2 separate regions of the Columba livia genome follow, and region 1 is linked to region 2. A link is a contact called in public Hi-C data. All regions are on one chromosome and are shown on one strand. The core of a region is the stretch at or near the end of the contact, and the rest is flanking DNA. Distances in the headings are between cores, read along the strand shown.

Region 1 (7,403 bases), core at 2,399-4,898, 65 kb before region 2:
TTACTTAATGTTATTACAACATGCTGTCTATTGTCTGGGATTTATATGCATCTATTTTCAAGTGAATTAAAGCCACAGATACGTGGAAGCTTCTCTCAAGCAAGACTTTGTTTAGTCACAAATAATTTTTATTGCAGTTTCTTTTGAAGTGTCCATACGAACACTGTCTATTCTAATCTTTACCAGTTTTTACGAAGTGACCAATTTTTCCTATGTTTTAAACCAGACATCCTAACTATTATCTTTAAAACATCTGTTGGTTGGTAGAAAAAATGCTTAAGCAAGCTGAAATGCTCTCAGTCCAGATCTTTAGCAGGAGAGGGACTAGGTATGAAGGGCAGTGGGTGGAGATAGACTGATCAGCAAATGGAAGTATCATATTTCAGCTCCAGAATAAACTTGTTTACTAGGTTGTACATACAAATGTAACCAAACACCAGTCTTGCAAGACAAAACATATGGCTCACGTCCTGCACATACAGCAGAGTCTGCACAATCTCAAGTCGAGTAGTGCACATTTGCTCAGCAGCCTCATTGAATCCAGTAAGAACAATTATTCTTCAGTTGTATCTGAAGTTTCTGGTACTATTATAGTTTCTAATAGTCGTGCTTATTACCATTTTATTCATTTTAAATCACTTTGTCAAATTCTGCAGGAAAATCTCTTGCTGTTATTCAGCAGTTAACAGAATGGAAGGAAGAGGAAGCAACTAAAAGATATTACGATACTACACAATGAAATTTGAGTATTAGGTTTGAATGTAGATTTCAGGTTTTTTCCAGCAGAAATATTGTTTGCAGGACATAAAATAAGTTCTCATGATAACAGAAAATAAAATATTCTAAAGCAAACTCAGTCTTAAAAATATGTTGTTGTATACATTAAGCATTAACTCACATATATACGCCTTTGCATTGGGCAGGGCATAATTTCATAAGCCTTTTGAATACACAGAGACAGAATGAGGCCATGGTTTGAGAAAATTAGCCAAGCACCATCTAGCTACTAGTCAATCTGAAGAACATCAGCCTCCAAAATGGTGTACAAAGCCAACAGTTCATACTGGAACTTGTTGACAGAAAAGCACTTTTTCCTCCAGAAGCAGAGTTAATGAGGCATGGCTTTTGCTAATGAAGTCATGCGCCTTTTAAAATCAGTGGTCAGTAGCTGGCATAGCAGTTACTTCCTGCCTGCAAAAGCCAAGTTCAACTGTTGGACAGTTGTCAGAGAAAGGATTTGTTAATTTGCCAGTGCTAACATTAGCAAATAAGAAAATATCTCTATCTTCTGGCTTTGACAAAATAAAAATTGTGAAAGAACATATGACTTTCTTCCCCAGGTTGCACACCTTTGATGCATGCTGTGTCAGGACGCCAGGTTGATACAGTGAAGCTTCTGTTGAAGATGGGAGCCAATATTAATACTCAAGATGCTTGTGGGCGTACCAGTTTATCTCTGGCAACTTATCTGGTACGAAGACTTGGGCAAGGAGGATGGAAAGATAGACGTATTGAAGGGAGTAAATACACAGACCAAATAAGATTTCTCTTTATACTGCAGAGAGAAAAAAAAAAAAAAGGTACAAAACATTTGGTTCCAGACAACAGTGAAACTATAAACTTTACTATAATGCGAAGCTGGAAACAATTACTGTTAGTAAAGGACCAGGACTCCTTTACTTTCAGGGAGTCCTTCCTCTTTTGGGTTGGAAAATCAGTGGTCAGCGTGGAATTCTCTACTGGATCCAGGGTCCTCTGTGTGGTTTCAAGAAAGCTGCTTGTTTCTGTGCACTGGAAAGCCCCTTCTTGTTCCTAATATGCAGATTAACTTCCCTGATCTCACTGTCAGCATCAGATCTTTATGCTCCATTGAGGGCATTCCTACCTCAACTTCTGGTGGTTAGCAGGTATATTTTCCTGCACACCACATGAGCCAGGGCACTGCTTTTTTTCACTGCAGTGCTGGGCCTTGGGTGGCCAGGTTAAGAACTTAAGCTCAAGGTGCTGCAGGTACCAATGCAGATACTCAGATAATAAACAATCCAATCCCCCAATCAACCCACAGACAAGTGACAGCAGGGGCATACAACTCACTGAGAAGTTTGGGAAAGGGGATGAGGTGGTCTCTGAAGCACACAAGGATGCTCCTTAGCCTTCTACTCCTCACTGGAAGGAATTCAGGATTCAGAGAGAGGATGAGGACCAACTTAGCTGGACAGAGGGGTTGGTCATGGGCTTCTTTTGTTAGCTGGGTAGAAAGGAGGAAGGAATGTTCATCCATGCTCTGTAGTATATCACTGGATGACTGCCAAATCATTTAAGCAGATATTGTGGCAACCTAATTAATCACATCCCTTCCATCTAGTTTCTTCCTGCACATTCAGGAGAAAAACAATGCTTCTGCTCAGTTACGTGATATTTAGCCAGAAAATAAGAGTAGAAAATAGCAAAACAGGCAGTCTTATTCAGTACAAGGAGCATGCCCCACTTACTTGAGAATAAACATTTCATCTGCCAGATATTTCCAAAAAAATCCCATAATTAGTGTCATGCTCCTTTTTTCCTTCCTCTTTTCCCAGAGGGTAAAAAATACTATTTGGGAAAAATAAAGCAATGACTAGAAAAGATTTAAACCACCCAAGCTTTGAAGTTTCCATTTCTGTTTCTGTTTCTGTGATGGTTATAATCAGAGATCTAGAGAGCATTTGGCTGCAATGTCTGCCCAGAGAACTGAATTCAGTCGAGCTCCACAGTCACAATCACAAGCAGAACTCAGTGGTCGTGTACTTCCAGTGGGAGCAGTAACAGCCATGTTCTGACTCCATAATTCCACACCTTTCCCTCGTAATGCTAATCCAACACAGCTCATACAGAAGGGAACAGTCTTTACTGATTGTCTATGGAGGTTTGAACAAAGTAAACACATGCTTAATTTTCCTGGGACTTAAGTAGACACTGAAAGAGTTCTGTAGTCACAACCAGATTGTTTACTTGCTTTTTTGTTGAGGTGATCAATAGAAGGTTTTAGTCCAAAAACTGATTCATCCCATCTGTTTGGGTGCTGTTTTCAACCTGATGTTGTCACTAGTTCAAACTTCTGCAACGATATTTATAAGACCACACTCTAATGATTTCTAGTATTGATTTGCAATTCCTGCTAAAATCTCATAAAGGAAATGACATTAAGTGCTCGTGCCCTTGGTTTAACCTAGCATAATTAAATCCACCTGCAGGAATATGTGTAGCATTTGCTAGTGATACAGGAATTTGCAGGTTTTGAATCACTGTTTACTCAGTTAGTACTTGCGACATCTGCAGGAAGAAAAAAAAAAAAAAAAAGGGCAGTGTAAATAAAACACCTTATCACAGAAATGACTGGGCAAGCTAGTCTGAGACTCAGACTCCAAAGCAGAACTGCTCTCAGTGCTGAGAGCTCTGTATTGGGGAAACAGAAGACCAGTTCCGTCACTGGCAGAAACAGCTGCAGTCACACACGCAGATACCAGAACCACCAAGCAAAGACCTGGCCTGTTGTATTTCACTTTCCTCTGACATGGTCTGATTTCTCTTTTAGGGCTGGCTGGAAGGCTGTGTCAGCCTGCTCAGAAATGGTGCTAAGCAGAACATACCCGACAAAAACGGGAGGTTGCCGCTACATGCTGCTACTGCAGAGCCCGACGTGAGGTATGTCCCAGGTTATGGCAGTGTTTCCTGGCTAAATCTCAACAGGCAGCCACCAACAAGCTACCCAGCCCAGAGGTAGCCCAGGTCAGGAAGGTTAGCTGGAACAGTTGCACTTGTGACTTGCTCCTTTGTTTAGTGGTTATCAGAAAGCAGGTAGAGAGAAGGGAAAGCATTGTACAGCACTTGTGTAACAGAGATATATGGCCAATTAAGGCAAGAAACCTAGTTTAAGATCACAAAAGCAAGAGGGGAAAAAAAAAATATATATATATATATATATATTTAAAAAAATGGGATTGAAGCTCTGGGATTCCCTTGACCAATTACCTTTCTGCCATGTCCACACAAGAAACATTACAAGAAGCTCCTTCTCTGGAACATGCCTCCAGGTAGCATGGCAAATGTGAGGAAAGTTTTCCACATGACAATCCCTCTGAGAGCCCCTTCTGTAAAGGGGAAGCTGAGGTTTGGCGGACTGGCTCATTTTTAACTCCTCTTAATGAAGGTAGAGTAACAACTACAGAGTGTATTCATAAGAAGTGTTTAGAAAGATCCTCTTTGTCTCATTCCAGCCTGTGATAACAGAAAGGTTTAATAAATCAGTATTTGTACATCTGAATAAATTTACTCAGATCCTCTCCTAAGTAAATAGTGTCTGAAGGATAGGAAGACTAATATTAGAGACAAGTAAACATTCAGTACAAATTCAAAATGCTCCTGTGACTTAACCACTGAGTCTATGGTTTTGCTGCTGTCACCATGCAAGGCCAGTCCAGACCTCTGTGCATTTCTTCTGCTCTTGCTTTCCAGTCTTTTTTAACAGCTTTATTCATTTTCCACATTATCACTGTTTTTCATGCATCATTTGGAGAGAATAGTTTGAGGTCTCTGAAAAAGTACGGGTCACTATCATTAAACAAAGCCTCCACAGAAAGAAGACAATGTTTGTGCAACCCTGCACATGCTGCTACTTGAAAGGGAACAGTAATCTACTTTACCAGCAGCACACAGGGTTCTCTGAACATTTTTCACATTCTCCATGGGTACAAGCAGACCTTTGCTCTGCACAGGAGTCTACTAGTTGCTCAATTCCTTCTCCTCTTTCTTGTCTCTGGATTTGCCCCATGCTCAGAAGACATGCCTGGAGCACTGAGGGGCGGCTTTTCCATCACTGCCATTGTCACTCTCTCGAATCCCTTGTTGTTGCCAAAAGGGAATATGCAGTGGCCAACTATGAAATGCTTTTTCAACCAAGTTTGAAAGCTGGCAGCCCACTGCTCCAATTCCATGTGCTGCAGGCAGTACATGAACCACATGGAAAGACAGAGAGTGATCAGCCAATGAATGTATTAATTAGATAAATTGTTTCTGTGTTTCAGTGCACTCCGTAGAGCCTAAGAGGAAAGGTGGACCTCCTGAACTCTGCCTTTAAGAGTAGATACCTGAGAAATCGTAGCTATATGGCTGAATACCTATGTATTTGAGTGGTAGCAGTGATGCTGCCGTAATAGCATGAGGATATAGTTTGCTGTTGGCAGAGGTTTTACACTTAAGAATGAGATTTCCTTCACATACACTGGTTTCATTGATTATATCTGGGGTTAAACTACAGAACCACATGTGAGATTATAAAATTGTGCTAAGTGGGTTTTGCAAGCATATTGTAGTTATCTCGCTTCCTTTCTTCTCACTAGTCCATTTTTACCCAGACCTGTTTTCAGATTTCTGGATCCTGAGTCATTGTGCCAAATGACCACAAAATGTCTCCTCCCTTTTACAAATTTTTACTGAACTAATCACAGCAATCCTGAAATGCCATTCTTTTCAGAGTTCCTGCAGTATGATGCCATAATGCCATTGGCTGTGTGATTCAGAAAAGGAGATGCAACACTCCTTTTCTACAAGTGCTTGTACCCATATACAAACAGTTTTGAAGTCCTAGCAGAGGACTGGGATACAAAGAGTCTTCACTCCTTAGGGATGCTCTAGTTAGAAAAAAAAAGATATTTGGACTTGTGGCACCTGAAGATGGTGTTACCAACAGATAAGCTTTTCACCTGCAGAATTGCCCAAAACATCCATAAGCAGCTGTAAATGCCGTCCTTTGAATAATTTACATGATGTACTTGTATATTACAGGGAGGGGTGGAGCGAAGAACAAATTTGTCGTGCAACATTGTCTGCTTGATCTGATCCACACACCTGAGCACAGGTCGATCCAGAAAACATAGTGGAAGTTGTTGAAGGTTGTCCTGATGAAAAGTAGCAAAAGATTTTCATTCCATTTCCTATGCAAGGAAACAGATATATGGTTTTATACATTTTTATGCATTATCTGCATATTTATCAGAGTTTCCTCCTTGACACTTCATCATCTTTTAATTTCCTTGCAAAACAGCATGTCTTTTAAATGACCATGTTTTGAAGGTTTCTAACAAATCACACCTTCAGATGATCCATAGATTTGCATTATGATCTTATTTAGGGATCTACTAAAGATGTATCTTTCCTTTTGCTAGAATCATAAGAACTTTACATCCATGTTACGATCTATGCTATTTGGCTTTTTAACAGCCCATGATAAGATGGTCCTTGTCATTTCCAGGGTCCAGCCATGTACAGTATCCAAACATTTAGCATTCTACTATAAAACACAACCATCTTTACCAAAACTTCAGTGATTTCAGAACACCTTCATAGGAAGCCAAAAGGAAAAGAAAAACAAAATCCAGTGTTAAAAATATTACTGCACTTGAATAAAATTTAATGTAACTATTTTATTGTAACTGTTCCCTCCACCAGAGGGGGGTGTTTGTAGCCTGATACTCTATAAAATGTGAACCACTGTATTGCTGCCAAGAGTAGAGAGTGAAAAATCATTTAAGAGACTGGAGGTTAGCATTTCTGTTTGTTTAGAACTTTATAAAATAATAATAGGATGACAATGAATTACTAAGCTACCAAAAACGGCATACATGAATAGTATTACACACTCTGATTCTAGCCTGCCAATCAGCACAAGAATTCTTTCTAGTGAATCTGCTCTTATTACTTAGCACTAAACTTCTGTTTTTACAGTAAGCTATGAAGGCTTTTCTAGTATGACCAACCTCCAACCTAAGATTGTGACCTTTGCCCGTCACTAATACTGTTTTTTCTTGAAGTCGCATGTTTTGTTTCTCAGAAAAAAAATGTCAAATTTTCAGGTTTAGTCAGGAATGCAGCACATTGATTATGTCATTGCTTCCACAGGCTTCTGAACGTGCTCCTGCAGAAGTCAAATCTTAGTGAAATTAATCATCAGGACAATGAGGTGAGTGATCTTGTGCTGCAAGTCACAGTCCCAGTCTCTAGGGTCATACAAGTCATGCTATTCAGAAAGAGTCCACTGTACTCTCAATTTTATGATGACACTATGCATTAGTCAAAGATTTCTATAATGTTTTTGCTGTATTCTGCAAAGCATTGTTTCATTTCTCCTACTACACGCGATTAACTTTTAGGCTAATAAACCTTCTCCATATACTACCAGTTCTGAGGTACCTTGAATCAGTCACTTAACTTACTTGCCAAGACATTAATTGCTTTCGATTCTTCTGAAGCTAGACCTTAACCAAGCATCCCATCATTAAAGTACTAACTGTTCTCAGGAAGAAATATAAGAAATATAAGAAATTACACAGAGCAGGCACAGAGCTACAAAAAGCTATGCTACCCTA
Region 2 (6,917 bases), core at 3,533-6,032:
CACTGTTTCCTTTCATCCAGGTCATCAATGAATACAACCTGAAAAGGCAAGTTATGTGATTTTGTTCTGCACTAACTGAAACACTGTTGCAGCCCAACCAAAACTCAAGGAAAAGCCTGAATTACCATGGCCAGTCATAGTTTGAATAGGACTGTTCCCTTGCTCCCTGGAAAGGACAGAAAGTGTCACTTATATGTGATTTTTAAGAGGTTCACACTGGAAAAGAATCCACAAGTACTTCCATATAACACGGATTGGTTGTGAATACACATCCTATAACAAATAAGACTGAACCATGGCCTTGATTTTTCAGAATGCCTTTTTCTGTTGCTGGCATGACTTCTGTCAGCCCATATTTAGGCTCAGCTCAGCTGTTCTTCACACATGACCTTATTTTGACCAAATACAACATTACCTTGGCAATAAAAGACTGACATTTTCTGGCATGCTTGTTATTGGCCGTACTGCTCATGAAGGTCTTTGTGGCCAAGTGAGAAAGAAAACCCCACTCATTTTGAGGACATCTCCCTCTCCTTTTTAATCATCTTCTACTGTTCCTAGTTGGACCCTCTTGTCTACTGTCTGAGAGTTCTGCCTTAAGCATTTTTCCAAGAACACATCTACACTTTGGGCTGTGTATGCAGAATGACCCCATGGGCTTTTTAGCTCTAGCAGCTGCCAAAAGCATGCTAAACTCATGGGCAGCTCACACATGTGGTGTGACTGCAGCATGTCATAACACCTTCAGCTCATCTTAGCTACCAGTCTCAATCAGAAGTTCTTGCAGTGAACTGCAATTTCACTGTATTACTCATTCTAACTTAAGCATTTTCTATATTTGATTAATTGTATCCTTTTCAGAATTTTTATTTTATCTTCTCTGATATTTTATCTTCTCTGATTGCTTTGAATGATATCCACTTAGAGTGTAAGGACACCAAACACTCGTATTCATAAGTTCAAGTTCAGTACAGTGATACAAGCTGAGATCACACCATCACTTCAGCAAGAGGTTTGGATGTGTCACTGAACGAATGTGTCACTAAACAAGTGTGTCACTGAACCTCCCAGATAAATAGTACCACATAGCGATTCAGCCATCTCACAGAAAATGTCTTTGACTTGTCATGGGTCAGGACATTGCCATTAAAGGGTCTTGCTGTTCAGCTTCCCCATAACTTTGAAAATCTTTCCCAAAATCCCTCTTCTGAAAGCAACCCATCTCCAACAAAACTACATGTAACCAGGACCAAGGAATCTTTTTACATCCTTGATGTATCTATAGTATGCTTCATGTCCTTATATCAAGATAACATTTCGGAAAGATCTTTTCCTCTTTGTGGCACATCTATTGTAGGATGCAGTAGATTCTGCATTGATTGCTGTCTTTGTCACAACCTGTTACAAAACCACTGAAATGATCCATTAAGAGTGGTACAGATTTGTTCCTAGGCAATCTCTAATAGCATCTCTAAAAATATCCCACAGTCAAGCAGGTACCATCACTGAATGTTTTTCAAGTGTTACTGCCCGTCTCGGTATTCCCAGGTCTCTTCCTCCTGGGGTTGAAAAAACAAAGGATGTGAAGGCATGCTCCACCTACTTACAGCCTAGCTGTGGATGGTGGGAGCTTGGAAATGTCCTATACAGCCCTGATCTGAGCACTGTGTTGTAACGCAAATTGTTGTGTAAATGAGCAGATACATAATTCATCTCAAAGAACTTCCAGATCCTGACAATTAACTTCCTTTTTTTTAGTGAATTTAATAGACTAACTTATTTCACACAATGCTTAATTCAATGTGCAGATTAAAATGCTGTTTTGAAGGAACATTTTTTAAATGTGGCAAGAACTTTGAATTTGTCTGGATATTTGAAAATTTAAATTACTGCTGTTTACATTACCTACATATCAGTACTGTACTACATATCCAGTACAATATACAGCAGTATAATGTGTATCAATAGAGGAGAAAATAATGTAGTAAATCAAACTAAAGAGTATTTCAGGAATCATCAATGTGCAGAAAATGCATTTCACAACATGCTTGAAGAGCTTAATTGTTTTCTTCACCTGAGGTCCCAGATGTCCTGATTCTGTCAAATGGCAGTCATAATGCTATTAACTTGTTTTTACCTGCTCGCACCAGAAAATATCTAATCATGTAGTAAGAACACTCAGAGTTTTGGTATGTTATTGAATGTACACTCTGTATATTTTAAAAGGCCACAGTCCAGACAATCTATTTTATACTCCAGGCTACAAGACTCTGTGCCAGAATGTACACCTTTACAGCTCCCACGGACCATGTTGGTTATGCAAGCAGAGGTTTTGGCCCAGTGTTTGTGACCACAGTTGAGTTTCATCTCCACCAAGATTCAAAACACAGTATTTATTACTAGACAAAATGCTGACACAGAACTAGAAATCACTGCAACATGAACAATCCTCCTGTCAGATTAAAACTCTAGGTTTCATAAGAATAAAAACAAAACTCAACCCACTAAGTGATGTAGCGTAGTTGTTCAAAACATTCAGTCCTGCCTGTGAAAGAAGGAAAAGATGAACAAAAAGCCACATTTAGGGTAGACAGTGATCATTTCTGAAAAATCTATCTTACCACATTTAATTCCACTTACTTGCATTTGCAATATGGATGTCAAATTATTTTATTGGAAAGGAAAGACAAACAGCAGCCATGACCATGAATTACTGGACTATCAAGATCAACAAGATATCAGCAAGGGCTGTTGCAACTGTCTTCAGGTCACCCACAAGGGCAGTGGCTACCCAAACATTGCAATTAGGGCTGGTCAAAAATACAGGACTGACTTGCGCCCCCTGACTGATAATATTGAGAACAGGGACTCAGTCTGTCCATAAGGCTATACTTCTGAGGTATCTTTCCATGCACCTAGAGTTTGCAAAAGGTAGACAGACAAGCATGCTATCATCACTTTTCAAATCCACAAAAGATCTTCTGGAAAGCAACTTATCTTAGAAGAAGAGGTCACACAATACTGAATACAGCAACTAAATGGTTACTATATTAATATTTTGTGCCAATATAAAAAAAAAAAAAAAAGTACAATTGCAAACAAAGTGTTTTGTTCTTCTGTCCAGTTCAGCTATGTTGAAATGGTTTTACATTGAGCCTATAAACGGCCTGTGAAATAGAAGAGCTCTTGCTTATTTGAAGAGTTACAATACGAGTCATGCATGAGGCCTAAGAAGGGATTGGTTTTGAAGGGGACGCATGTTGTTCTACAAGTTCTGGCAATAAACCAGGAATCGCTTCAGGCTATCGGATTTCGGAATAAGAATGTCACAAGAGGCTTTCTGTTGGCTGGGGGAGGGAGGGAGAGTTCAGCATCGACTCCTGGAATGTCTGTTTAGCAGCAGAACTATAATGATCTTAGAGAACACAGATGATAAGCTAAAACAAGAGAAAAACAAACAAACAAAAAGCTCACCACATTATTTTAGTGGTCCCTCTCGTTGAAGCCTGCTTCCACTTAACTTTTTGTTGCCAAACACTGATTTTTTTACAGTACTGAAGTAGGGGTATCCATACAGACTGAAAATCTAACAATTATACATGATTCTCAAACTGTAATTCTACATCAACATAAGCACCAACACACCAATCATAACCTGAAGAGAAAGCAAAAGTGAAAAATTGTAATGCTGAAGTACTTTTCTTCATAATGAAAAAAAAACATGAAACTTTTTCCCCGGATGTCATTTGTCCTCGTATATTAAGAAGAGATGGAACATAAAAAAAACATTCTAAGAGAAGGCGGAAAGTACTGGGTCTATTAAGTGTAGAGACTATCAAGAGGAGAAACAGTAACACAGTGGCAGGAAGCAATTTGGGCACGCATCAGTTATGTCTGGTTACTTTGCTGACTAGAAATGGCCTACTCCAACACTCTGAGCACAGTGTACGTCTGTGGTTGCGGCACTGAAATGTGTTCCTTCTCACTCGTGAACTGGAAAAAATTAACCTGGAATGAAGACGACATCTCAGAGCACATGACTGTCTCCTGTTTATAACAGTAATTTTTTGGGATTACTGAAGGAAGAAATGTACAATGGTAACAATCGAGCCAACAGGGAGGCTTCCCTGGATCCCCATCACGTGAACGATCCACTAAGGACCACTTCCTAGCCGCCCAGCTTTGCACAAACAGCTTTTCTACGGGCTGCTGTCAGTATGAGCGCTCTGCACACACCGCCGCTGCCCATCGGAGCATTATGCACCCGCCCGTGCTCCCAGGGGAGCCTTGCAGACGCTGGAAAGGGCGCTCCCTCCTCAGGCCTGTCCGGGCGCAGCCCCGCCGCGCCGGCAGCGCAGGCCCAGCCGCCCAAGGGCCGGGAGAACCTTCCAGAGGCCCCGCTGGCGGCGGCCCGGGCAGGGGCCGATGCGCCTCGGCTCGACGCCCCGCGGCTGCCGCCCACCCCGCAGGGGGCGACGGAGGTGACTGCGCTCCCGGCGCCCTTCCCGGGACGCGGGGCTCCCCACCCTGAAGCCCCTGAGCGCAAACCCTGCGGGCGGTGTCTCCCCGAGCGGGGGGCGCCGGGCAGCGGGCGGCGATTGGTGGGAGGCGCCCCCTCCGCGCTCACAGACCGCCCGCCCCGCCCCCCCCGCGCGCGCCCCTCGCGCCCGGGATCCTGGCACGGGCCGGCGCGTTACGGGAAGCTCCGCCCTCCGCCCCCTTTCGGCGACGTCACGCGACCGCCGTCCCAATGGCGGCGCGAGCCGCGGAGGGAAGGGCGCCGGGCGGGGGGGAGGGAGCGGGAGCGTGACCGTGACCGGGCGCGGGGCCGCGCGTGCGGGACGGCGGCGCGATGGCGCGGCGGGGACGGGCCGTTATTTAGGGGCTGTCGGCGGGCGCGGGGCGCTGGTGGCGGCAGCCCCGGTGCTGCGGCGGCAGGTAAGGGCTGGGGAGGCTCGCGGCCGTGGGCGGTTTCCCCTTCTCTTCGGTCCCCCTCAGCTTCCTCGCCGCTTCTACGCCCGTCGCCCTGAGGGGCGTTCGCCGGCGGCAGCCGCGTTGGGCCGCGCTTTCCCTCCGGGCTGTAACTGCGCTGGCCTGGCCAGGCCGGGCCGTGCGCCGCGGGCGGGGGCGGGGGCGTGGGCGCTCGGCCAAGGCTGACTGGAAGACCGGGGGGAGGACGGCAGCCCTGCGCCACTCGCTTCCCAGCCGATCCCTCGCATTTCTCCCCGGCGGCGGGGGCGTCCGGCTGCGGCCTGCCCCGCCCGGGGCCCCGCCCGGCCCGGCGGGCTGTGAGGGGGCGCGGAGGCCGCCGCCCGCTCCCGGCAGCGGCGTCTTCCCTGCTCTTGGCCGGCGATGGCTGTTAAAACGCAACATGGCCTCGCCTGGGGTACCGGTACCGGGGCCTGAGCGGCTGTCAAGGCCCTTTTGCCGGTGTGCGTAGTACCGTTTGCTGGGGGTGTCTCGTCTGCAGCCCTGACACTCTTGGTGCGGTTTTACTGACCTGCTGGCATGGTATGGAGGGTAAGACTGAAGATTATCTGGGGTTTTTCTCTAGTGCAGTGGTTGTTAATACTGACAATCTTAATAAAGGTGCTGTGACCCTCACTGGTCTCCTGTTCTTTGGCCTTTTTCAGCTCTCTGGTAAGCTTGGCCATATTACTGGCAGGCATTTTCTTGTTGAAAAGTGTTGCATTTTTGTTGCCTTCGCCACAAGTGGTCTGTTCTTGTGGCCTGTAGATCAGAAGGTAGCAGACTGCTGGCCTTGAAAGAAAGGCATACTCTGTTTTACATCTGATCCAAACACTGTAGGATTCCCTGATGAATTAGGGAGGAGTGGGTGCAGTGAACAGCCATGGTCATCTGCTGACTTTGATGTGCTCCTGTGTTCCAGTCATCATCGCAGCGGGTCTCTGACACCCTTCCTAAATAAAAAGAGTGTCATTATTTTTGTCTTGTAGATGATGAAACTGAGGCACAAAGGAAAGCGATCTGCCAAGTGTGCTGGCAGTGCAGACAAGAATAAATCTCAGTCTTGGTTTTCATAGTTGCTTTAGGCTGGCTAGGTGACTGCCGGTTGGTGGCTGTTTGTTAGTTCTGAGGCATTTCTGAAGGAGAAATATAGTAATAGAACTACATGGAGGTTATAGTTTTGTCATTTGTGATCTGTCTGGTCACTCGGAAAGGGGGACAGAAAGATGGTCCACCACCTGAAGATGTCAGATGTTTTGGGAGTTACTGTCTCTTTTTCCCACCCTCTTTTCCATTATAGAGCATTAAATTTTTACTCCTCTTCTTAAATACTGTTACTTTTAGAGGAATAATTATATGCGAAGGGTATCTTTTAGAAGCATGTAACTTCCGAACTTGATGCTGTGTGCTGGAAATAGGAAAGTAAGAGAGGCTGATGAAAGCTTGAGATTACTTGCTGGAAGTTAAGCATTGAAAATAAATATTTGGATCTTGTTTATGTGTCTAGAAAAGTGACCTCTTCACTTAAAGCCTATATATCATTTTTTTTGTTTAAGAGAAGAAAGACACATGCATATCTCTAAATCTGCACACAAAATGGAGATCCACTGTCTCCCATACTGCATCTCTGGAGGATTAGCACTAGCACAGTTTAGGAAAATAAACTTCTGGGCCATTTTTTTAGGATGATTCTTGTATGAACAAGAACTGTCTAAATTAGAGAAACAGTGTTGATGGTTGTCAGTCTAAAAGGTTTGACTTCGAGATGAGAACACAGAATACTAAGACATTATTTTGTAAAAAAAACACCAAACACTGAAGTATTTCAGAGAAAGTGATCTGCAGTTAAGGAAGATAATAGGAAGAACTGAGTTCTTGCAAGCAAGTATTTGGTACCTCTAATGAGGTGTTTCAGCCATTTTAATCTGTGCCCCTGTTTGGGTTTTTTA

Evidence for each region. A called contact is a pair of places that touch in the nucleus more often than the background predicts.
Region 1: a Hi-C map of liver shows a contact between it and region 2, with 2.8 times the contacts expected there. The contact joins the enhancer-like site here to the promoter of IL6ST in region 2. A contact is called at or near these places in 2 of 2 Hi-C or Micro-C datasets (crop and liver).

What each region holds. Positions count from the first base shown.
Region 1 is chrZ:27,342,551-27,349,953 of bColLiv1.pat.W.v2, reverse strand. ANKRD55 (ankyrin repeat domain 55) reads left to right here. Exons shown (of 11, transcript XM_065045234.1): 3 at 1,341-1,471; 4 at 3,575-3,684; 5 at 6,937-6,997. Among named protein-coding and RNA genes, the nearest start is that of ANKRD55, 19 kb to the left of the region's middle. Within about 2 kb of position 3,648, at least 2 of the 3 cell types and tissues checked have an H3K27ac peak away from gene starts, as active enhancers do.
Region 2 is chrZ:27,278,879-27,285,795 of bColLiv1.pat.W.v2, reverse strand. It overlaps IL6ST (interleukin 6 cytokine family signal transducer), which reads left to right and starts at 4,782. Exons shown (of 16, transcript XM_065045233.1): 1 at 4,782-4,938.